Linked DNA regions of Gossypium hirsutum: region 2 is linked to region 1. Evidence: chromatin contacts called from public Hi-C data. All regions are on one chromosome and are shown on one strand. Each heading gives the region's core, a stretch centred on a gene start, on an enhancer-like site or on the middle of the called end of the contact. The rest is flanking DNA. Distances are from core to core; before and after follow the strand shown.

Evidence for each region. Hi-C and Micro-C count contacts between places; a contact is called where the count stands out from the background.
Region 2: a contact with region 1 is called in a Hi-C map of leaf, with 1.8 times the contacts expected there. The contact joins the enhancer-like site here to the promoter of LOC107952163 in region 1. A contact is called at or near these places in 2 of 34 Hi-C or Micro-C datasets (both in leaf).

Annotation. Positions count from the first base shown.
Region 1 is chrA07:36,842,037-36,847,413 of Gossypium_hirsutum_v2.1, forward strand. It overlaps LOC107952163 (probable plastid-lipid-associated protein 11, chloroplastic), which reads left to right and starts at 2,853. Exons shown (of 5, transcript XR_005930053.1): 1 at 2,853-3,842; 2 at 3,929-3,994; 3 at 4,293-4,426. LOC107952162 reads left to right here. Exons shown (of 9, transcript XM_016887443.2): 5 at 714-797; 6 at 1,679-1,731; 7 at 1,822-1,886; 8 at 1,977-2,035; 9 at 2,186-2,449. The coding sequence ends at 2,275.
Region 2 is chrA07:37,305,043-37,310,419 of Gossypium_hirsutum_v2.1, forward strand. No RefSeq gene overlaps it. Among protein-coding and RNA genes, the nearest start is that of LOC121204232, 19 kb to the left of the region's middle. Within about 2 kb of position 3,274, at least 5 of the 9 cell types and tissues checked have an H3K27ac peak or open chromatin away from gene starts, as enhancers often do. A contact at or near this core is called in leaf, where this site is marked.

The sequences.
Region 1 (5,377 bases), core at 1,603-4,102:
GTCCCCTTTTTGTCCTTTTTGTTGGTGGGTTTATTTAGCTAATAAATACATATACTCAATTTGGATTCTGGAAGACCCACTACTTATTCTCATTTTGGATTTTAGAAAAGGACATGAATGAGATTTCTAATTACATGCAAAAAGTTACCCTCCCAGGACATTGGAATGTTAGGTCTCTATAAATTCCAATTTCTCAAAGAGTGAAATCCATATCTACTTGCAACAGAATCTTGAATTCCATTTTCTTCCTGAAAGTTCAAATCTGTTAACCTACTCACAATCATACGCATTTTTTATGGTAAAAGTATGGAAACAAATGGCTATCCCAAATTTGTATCAACTCAAAGGATTATTTGAGTTTGCAGCATAGAAGGTAGTAGAATTTTGATATGTCAAGGGAAAGTTGAAACAGCCTGTTGTAGTAATGTTGGAGGAGCTTTTTCTAGCTTCTTATTCGATATTGCTTGAATGAATGCCTCCCAAATAGTTTTTTGGATCTTCTATTTCGTTTTTGCACATCATGGTCCATGCAGTGATATATTTATCAGTTTTTACCGTTTACGACACAATCACTCAGTTCAGGAAGCATCTTTCTGAATTTATTAGATTATTTTGAACCAAAAAAAGAAAGCTCATTATAGTGAGCAACACCCATTAAACATCTTATCAGTTTAAAGCCACTATCATTTATGTCCTACTATTTCTTGTTGCAGTCCTTGATTTCCAGAGCTGATATTAGAGTAAAGGAACTGAGACAATCAATTGACCGCCTTAAGGCTGAAAGTGAGAAGTTAGAGGTAACATTTTCCCCATTAGATTTAACTGATGAAAACTATTGACAAGCATTCTATTATCATGTGCCTATGTTGTTTCATGTTTTTATTATTTTGGACATCTGTTCTATGTAATGTGTCTAGCCACTGGTTTATAGTTCAGCATATCTACTCAGTCTTCTAGTGTTGTTTTATAGGCTATTCTTGGTGATGTAAAATTTAGGTTTTCTATTTTATTTTCCCTGATATCTCTACGAATCAGAAAATTAGGATTTTGAACCAAGAAGCAAAAATTATCTTCCTCTGGTGTGTGCTGGTTTTTCAATAGCAGGATTTTTTCTGCTTATTGGATTGTTAAATACACTTATCCTAAAAAGTGCATAGTTTATGCATGAAAGTTCATCAGTGGTGGAGAACTTATACTCTTGGTTTCGGCTGATTCTAGAATTCTTCTGTGTTAAACACATAAGTTATAGCTTTTCTTTCTTTTTTTAATAATAATCTAAAGGTAAGAATGAAATGTTGATGACAATAGAGAATTCACTGTTTCCTAAGGTATACTTGAGCTGTTTTAATTAGAGTGCTTTGGGTTGTGTGTTCAATGGGAATTGGTAATCCCCGGGAATTGAAAAGTATCTAAATTGCTGAAATGACTTTTCAAACAGCTTTTATCCAACAAACTGTTCATGCGGTGATGTATATATCCACTTCAAAAGTTTCTTGTTCTTAATATACATCCTGGAATTACATTGACTTCTAGTTCCTATTTGATGAAACTTTAATGTACATTAGAATATCATTAGAAAATGTGTATTGCACAAATTATAGTGGATCATTTCCCTAGATCAACTTAAGCCCTTTAATCAAGCATCTATGAAATATATTTCATAAATTTATGCTTCCAGCGAAGTGCATCAGTAGCCGAAGACGAGCTGATCCGTGGCCGGACAAAACTCAGGTTTGTAATTTCAAATGAAGTACAGTGTAATGTTAACTTCTGCCTCTTGAGGCTAATTATTGCCATTGGACATATTCAATTTTGTTTCAGGCAAGCAGGCAAGCAGATCCGAAGTGTAATTCAGTCAGCTTATAAGATTGAAAGACAAGCAGCAGGTATTCAAGTACTCTCTCTCAATTAGGTTCATTGAATTATTTTCAGCATTTGTAAGGCTGAGAAAACTTCCTTATATTATGTCGCATCAGGACTAAAAGATACCCTTGGAGAACTTCCAAGCAGAGAGGCATCTCGGTTTCGATCGCAGGTATGTTCTTCGAATATTATGAATGGACTTGTTTTTTGAATATATATAAGTATATTGATTGTCATATAATGAAATGCATAGACCATAAACCTGGATGACTGCTGCTGTTTTCCTTGGAAGCATTGCTTATATGGAATAATTGATTTGCAGGTTTCCAGCCTTGCGTCTCAGGCAAAGCGAGAACGGAATGTTTTGACAAAGGAGGTTTCAAAAATTAGTAATCATGGAATTGCAGTTTGAGGCATCTCTTGTCCCTGCTATTTTGTTAAGTTCACATGTCACTGTTTTCATCACTAACACGATGTTTTGAGTGGATACATTTTGGGTGGAGGTTCTATCATTATATTCAAATTTTAATTGGAGCCTGATGTTTACACGTCGGGGAACATGTATAAAATAAACGAACTTCCTACATGAATTTTAGTATTCCATTTTTAAGGCCCTGGTTTCTGAACTTAGAAGGTCTCAAGGTTTGGTTTCAAGGCCTCATAGTTTGGTCCAATCTATGGAAATAGAATTGTAGTAATCCAGCACGAATAATTCATTAAACCTATGTCTGGGTTGTGAGAAAAATAAATTATAAATCACAAAGGGTAGCAAGTGATATATTATAGTTCTTTCAATTTTATCTTTTTCAAAAATAAATTTGAATTAAGTGTGTTGATTTTCATATGGTTATATTATTATTATTATTTAAAAATAAGTTAAGTATTTGGTATACTTGTAGTCTATTTTTGTAACTGTAAAATTGATAATTAAGATGAATATTAAATCTTAAATCAGCAGGAATACTTGATTAAAGAGAAGAAGGAAAAACACAACATTGTGTATTCAGCAAGTTTCGCGGCAAATCTTTTAATTAGCAAAATTTCACCATCGGCTCAAGTATGAGCTTCTCTTTGTAAAATGTTAAAACAGACAGATAAGTTCTAAGCTCACATGCTTTAGAAATTGGGATCAATCATTTTATAATGTTCGTTATTAAAATTTGAAAGGTGAAAGCAGGCAAGGACACAGAGCTATGAAGCCATTGTTAGCATGAAGCCGCCATGCCATCCTAGAACAATGTCAGGCAGGAGACAAGCAAGCAAGAAATCGGAAACAGTCCCTTCAATCCACGTATAGTATTCCTTGGCTACTGGTGTCGATCCCTACCAATCATAAACAGCTATTTTGGGTTGGCCCAGAAAATTGAAATTGGGATATTGGACGCCATTGATTACAGTTTTATCCCCCAAAGTCCCACTGTGTTTGAACCACAGATTTCAATTTTTTTTTTTTAATCAGTTGGTGCTGGCGCGAAGAAATAGAGAAACCCAAGCACCATGTCACTCGCGGCTCTCACTCTATCGTCTCCTCTTACTGTCTCCACTACCACCAAACAAAAACCACGGCCTCCTCACTATCCTAGACCTAAAATCACATGCTCCTCCCTCACCACCCAATCAGCCAAACAACACCTCCTCAATCTCATCTCCGACCAGGAGCGGGGTCTCAAAACCCAAAACGACACTAACAAACGCGATTCAATAATCAAAGCCATTGATGCCATGGCCGTTCTGGGCCGCAATACTGTCACCACAGGCGACTCCCTATCCGCCACGTGGCGGCTTCTATGGACTACGGAGAAAGAGCAGCTCTTCATTATAGAGAAAGCTTACCTCTTCGGTACTCAAGCCGGCGACGTTTTGCAGGTCATAGATGTCGACAACAAGACCCTCAATAACGTTATTACCTTTCCACCCGACGGAGTTTTCTTCGTTCGGTCCAGCATTGAAATTGCGTCGTCTCAGAGAGTGAATTTCAAGTAATTACTTCTTCTTCAGCAAAACCTACTTTTCCTTCTTTTCCTCTCGCTTAACGACTGAATAAAATTGTATTTTGAATTTCTAGGTTTACGAGTGCGGTTCTCAGGGGAAAAAACTGGGAGTTCCCGTTGCCTCCATTTGGGCAGGGTTGGTGAGCACTTGTATCTTTTTTATATATATTATTGACTGTAATAATTCTCATTTATTTTGCAGTAATACATAATTTTAGGTCTTGATTTACATTAGGAACTCTGGGTTCCAAGCTTAGCATTTGACAATAAGGTCCACTCCTCCTTGATGCCTTTTCTTAAGTTGCAATTCTATAAAAACATGTTTAATACTGATAGTAAATATTTCCTTGTGTTTGATGGCAATTTCTTATGGATACGGTTTCCTGTTCTTTTTGAGAAAGCCGAGAAGTGTTTTTCTGATTGTAAGATTCTGTATAGGTTTGAAACTGTTTACCTTGATGATGAGATACGAGTTGTGAAGGATATCAGGGATGATTATTTAGTTGTCGAGCGTGCACCATACAACTGGAAAGAATAAAGTGGATGAACCTTGCCTCTCTTTGTAATCAAATGTGAGCTTTCTAACCCTTTATCTAATTGAAACTTAGTTATTTCTTCCTTCTGTTTGACTTGATTTGAGGTTTGTTAGAGGCCATTATGAGCTATAAATAACTGGGTAAGAAGTAGTAACTAAAAAAATGTTATTTCACTTTTCGTTCTGTGTTAAGTCAGTATGTACATATAAAATATTCGAGCAAATGCCATATGAAGTCACGAATAAAGGATTTTCCTCCATTTTTCTCTTTATTTTTTTTCAGGTGAATATTGAATGGATGGCCATGCTTTCAAATATTTATCTGAAAAATTCAGGGCTTCTTCCCTGTTCTGATGGTGACAAACAATGTATGTTTAGCAATATATACCATTTATGTGAATATTTTCCCAAGTACTAGAACAAAAACATATCACAGCCTTATAAGAGCTGATTACTACATGTTGATGCATGAGAATCCTTTTTTTTTTTTCTTTGTTATATTTTTGCTTCATGCCTATGGGATTTTAAATTCAATTGATTCACCAGGTGCAACAATTTCATATCCATTCAGCTATCAACTCAACTCATCTTTCTTTTCCTTTTATTAGACATGTTTTCACACTTGCTGTACACAATATTCTACTTTACTCTCAAATTTATGTAACTTTCACTTCGATTGCTTATTTATTTTCTTAGACCATCCTCATGGAAATATTTTGCTCTTTCTGTTTCAAGTATGGACATGTATTAATTGATGAGTGAATTATCTGAGACTGCTTCTTTACTGATTTCATGGGCTTTTTCTCCTTCCATTATATAGTGTCATTTCAGGAATTAGAGAAGCAATAACATTTTTAATCTTCCGCATTTAATTATTAATAATTTTCTTTCTTACTTCTAGTTGGAGTTCAACTTCAGATAATTTTATGCAATGAGATATTCAGTTTCTAAAAAGTCAAGATCCTAGTTGTGTACTTTTTGCCAGGTT
Region 2 (5,377 bases), core at 2,024-4,523, 460 kb after region 1:
GTTTCTCCATAGGTAAGGAAGTCAGAAGTTTTGGCCAAGGGGTTCCAAGCTTTAAGTCTTCAATTGGTTAATGCAATCAAGTCATTTTCTTTTAAATTTTTATTATTTTCAGATCCTAGGAGCTTGATTTAGCTTACCCGTGTACTAGTTTGAAAAACTATTAAAGTTTTCAAAAGTTTACATTGTTGATTTATTGAAGCTTTTGGTACTAAATTGCTAGAATTTAAGCTTAGAGATGAAAAAGAACTAATTTTTAAAGTGAAAGTTGTTAGTTTTGAACATAGAGATTACAGTGTAAAGAATTCAAAAATTGATGTTAAATTCTTTAATTATAGATATTAGAAGGCTGTAGAAGGATAAAATTGAGATCGTTTTGAAATCGAAGCTCAAGTTTGAAAGTTATAACAATTTTTGTTTTAGGGACTAAATTGAATAAAATACAAAACTTTAGGAAACATTATGAAATTGAACTATCATATGCATAAAGTAGAATGTTATAAAGTATTTCAAATTAATAATTGAAATGAATTATTATAGATCGAGATTTGAATCCACCAGAGGAAAATTGAGGAAAAAGCAAAATTGCGAAATAGTCCTCAACATTTTATTTGTTTTTTTGTTAGGTAAGTTCATATGGTGTAGTTATATGTAGTTGTAATGTATATATGTTTGAATTACAAAATTTTTTTTGTGTGTAATTGTAATTTTAATTATTTACAATTTGGTACAAAAAGGTGATATATAGATTAAATTGTAAAGAAATGGTTGTGTGTTAAATGTGCCAGAGTGAAAATATTAAAGGATAGGATACGATTGGCATGCCAATAGGGTTATTTGCACACTTGTATGAGTTTAGCACTTCTGTATTATCTACTTAGCACTTCAATGTTCTTTGTTTAGCACTTCAGTACTCTCTGCTTAGCACTTCAGTGCTTCCAGGTGTGGTGTAGTTACCCGTGGATCCAAAATGCTTACCTAGTTGATTTCCATTTTTGTAGATTGTCGATTTGTGAAAACTCGTCAGTTGGATTAGCTCGAAAATCACACTATTCCTCTATCGACTCGATAGACTTTTACTCATTTTAAGCACAATATTGTGGCATGTGTTTAGGTGCTTATATATGTAATAACTTGGGAATGGATGTTGAAACATTGTTTGATGTCTGAATTTGGAAAGCTAATGTCTATATATTCATAAATGTGTGTTTTGGCAATATGATAGGCTATATATGTGTGTCTTATTAAATGGAAAATTTTGGATGTATAATGGTATGATTTGATCACGAAAATGGTATGGTTAATGTTGTTTGAATGGTTGAAAGCATGATAGATAAGTTGGTACTTTTGCTAAGTTGTTTGAGATTCTTTTTTTGTACCAAATTAAGGCAAGATGATTTGATTGATTTTGTCATAGATTAAATGATGAAATGGAATGCATTTCGGAGTGTTTTATGCAGGTTTTTATGTGTCCTTTAAGGCACCTATTGAATACTTTCTAGTTTGAGCAAGAAATGGGCACCAAAATGAACGTTTTTGACACATTGGCTTTAAAGTATCGATACCCTAGTAAAGGTATCGATTCTTAGCAATTTTCAATCAGTTTTCAAACAAACAAAATGTCAAAACAATGTCGATACTGGACTAAAGTATCAAAACTCGACATCAAGGTACCGATACTTTACACGAGTATCAAAACACTAGTATTTTGATAAGCTTTTACAAAATAAATAGAATCATAAAACGGTATCAATACTAGAATATGATATCAATACTTGTTGATTTGAGGATGAATTTTCCAAACACCGAAATTAAATTTGGTATCGATGCCTTTTAGAGGTATCGTTACCTATTCTAAAATTTTGAAAATTTTCAATTTGGCCCTATTTCATGTTCAAACTAACAATTAAGTTTTCGTATGTGTGATTGAGTCTCGGTAAAGTCTCTTTATCATATAATGACTATAATTATGAAATATTTGTATGTTTAAATGGTTTATTTTCAATGTTTTCGTCAGTAGTTGCTCCGGAAATGATTGTAACATTCTATAACTCATACTCGACGATCAGGTAGGACGAGGGGTGTTACAATTAGAGTGTTGTCACTTCATCCTTTCGCAACATTGTCCATGTGTTTGACTCCATGATAAAATAAAAAAACAACAACAATAAACAAAACAACCCAATTTTCAATAAATTCCCGATTCAATTTTATGACAATAAAAAGTACTCACTACGTTAAGTAAACCCAAATATAATTCTAATTGCTTCAATTCTTTTTTAAACTTTTATTTGCTTCATCAACGGTGATCAGCTCAAGCTAACAAAAAATCAGTTGATTATCATAGAGAGATATTATGTTCTCTACCATTTGAAGTATAAGGAAAGCAATGTATTTCTAATTATCTTATTTAATAATAAGAATTTAAAAAAAAATGTCTTTGTGATTATTTCTAATTTACATATTGTGAATTGAATTATTTAAAAAAGGATAAATTAAAATAATTTGTAAATATTAAAAGTTAAATTTATTATATACTAAATTTAAAAGTTGTCATGTAATCTTTCTGTTAATCGTTTAATAATTTGTGACAAAAAAATTTAAATGAGATTTTGTAAGTTTTGAATGGGGAAATCAAACTTTATTTTATCCTAAATTATATTCTCTTGGTCTAACTAAATTTATTGCATTTTGAAGTGATAGAATTACTAAGTTGCAATAGATAAAACAATGGAGTCACTGACTCTGGAATCACACGTTATTCTATCTTTGAAAATCGAAAGTAACCCCCCAACCAACAAATTAATAAAGAAAAAATGGAAGTAAAACTGCCCATCTTCTTCATGGCAAATAGCGAAGCAAGAGGTAGGTATAAAAATCCGAAATGGCTTCCCGAACTGTTGGCCAAGTCCCCCACAAAGGACAATCCATCTACCAACTGATCACGCGCAGTGCACGTGAACCCTGCAAAAACCCATATCAAGCCAAATGAGTTAAGGTCCCCACCTTCTACATGACTGATAAAAAACCTGCAATCCTGCATGCAAAAAACAGCTTTGAAAAGTAGTCATCCCCGCACCGGCTTCCTCCATTAACACTGGCCCGAGCTTTGGCACTGCATGCCAGTTGGTAGTGTAGCCTTAATTAGAGCTGCCTGGTTTTTGTAGTTGCATTCAAAGCTGAGGGGTCCCACTTTCGTCTTTCCTCTCCCCTTCACAATGCATCTCGCTGAAGAAGAGGGTTGGCCCCAACTGTAATTAAAGATGAAAAGGACGTGTTTGAGGGGTCCCTGCAAAGCTGGAGAATGGGGAGCCAAGGGATTTGCTGCACTCCTTCCATGAAGCAATATGCAAGTGAAACGTTGTTTTCAACTCTTTGTCCATACACTTAACCACAAAGGAAAACAACTCCAACTCCAACTTCATTTTATAATCTTTTTATATATAACATAATATTTATTATTCTCAAATGACCGCTTTGTTTTCTAAAAAGAGAAAATCAAACTCCATTTCCATTTGAGTTTGATGAATAGTGTTTGACTTGTGAGAGGATTCTTTTTAAATAATAATAATATTAGTGGGTATAATCTTGGCAGATTCTCTCCATCATTTTCCTTTCTGTTTGTCTGATAATAAAATTATTTGAAGTGCCCAGGCAGCTCTCCTTTTTTAAGGGTTTCCCCTTCAACAAATAAGATATTCGCTACTTTATTATCCCTTTTTGTCCATAAAATTCAGATAATTAAATATTGCACATGGGCTGATGCAATGGAACATTGGATCTTTTTATATGATTAGGGATATCTAAAATCACTTTTTCAAACAATCATACAATAATCAATAAATGATAGGACTTTGGGGGGGGTGTTGAATCATTACATGCACTTCCTTTTAACAACCCAACAAAAAATAATGTTATTTTTTATTTTTATAATTAAAGGTCTTGAGAATAGTGGTTCAAATTTTCTTTTTTCTTGAAATCTAATATTCAAACCTTATTATTGTGTTCCGAGTGGTTTTTTTTTTAAAACAAACTTTCCTTTTTCTTTTAATTATTGAATTAGGCTGTTTTGTAAAAAACTTACGGGGCTAGGTCGAAATAATGAAAATATTTCCAATTAGAAGCATTTTTAACGAATTTGTAGGAAAGTATTTTCAGTGTATTGATAGAAAAATACTTCGAACTAGAAGCACTTTCTGCTCCCAGTATCTTTTTTAGAAATATTTTGGTGCCATCTCTTGTGAAAATAAAACTTATAAAACAAGTATTTATATAGACTTTAAGTCTCATTTTTCTTGTTTTCTTAAACGACATGGGATATAGGTCTATATAGACTCAATCCATTTGCAGTTTGTTCCTAAACAATATGGGATTTCTCACTTTTTTAACTAACAACATAAATAAAATTAAAGGCTACACTTAATTCTTAAAAACTAAAGACAAAACTTTGTACAATATTAAACTCTAACAAATTATTTTGTCATTTTTAAATGCTATCCTTTTGCTTGAGATTATTCAGATTATAAATTGAGGTTAGTCATTAGAAAACTAATTATTATCTTTAAATTATTTTTGGGTAATTTGGGTAAATCATTTTTTTATTTTTTATTTTCTTTCATTTTTTATCATGAAAATTTTATACATTTGTATCGCATTTGTGTTATTTTTTATTTTATAATCATGTATTAATTTATATTTAAAAATATTATTTACACTTGAAAATTTTCTATTTTTTAACAAATAAGAAAAAAATAAAAATATTCTCATAATAAAATATTTTTTTGTAAATATGTAAAATTATTTAAGTAATTTTCTTGATTGATTTAGTCTTAACTCATTTACATTGTTCTTTTATTATTTTTTATAGGAAGAGAGGTAGAGTTGTTTCATGTTTGAATTTAAAATTATGTATTAATAGAAGACTAAATAATAATACAAATTCTTTGTCACCGAATTATTTATTGACTAATATACTTTTTACTTTTAGAAATATAGAGAAATGTAAAAATAAACATATCGAGTTAATACAATAATATCTATAATTATTGACAAAATAATATCTATATTTAACATATTCAAAAATAAAAACTAAAATATGCGTCACTATATTATCTCTAATTAATTTTTACACTTTAATATTTATATATAAAATATTATGTGTTACTATATGTGTAAATTAGCCTTTCTTTTTTTACTGGACTTTTTTTACAACGATAATATTTGTATAAGAGTTTATGATGTTTTATTTTGTTAGAGTTTAATGTTGTACAAAGTTTTGTCTTCCATTTCTAAAAATTAAGTGTAGTCTTTAATCATATGTTGTTATTTAAAAGAGTAAGTAATCTCACATTATCTAGGAATAAATTGTAAATGGATTATG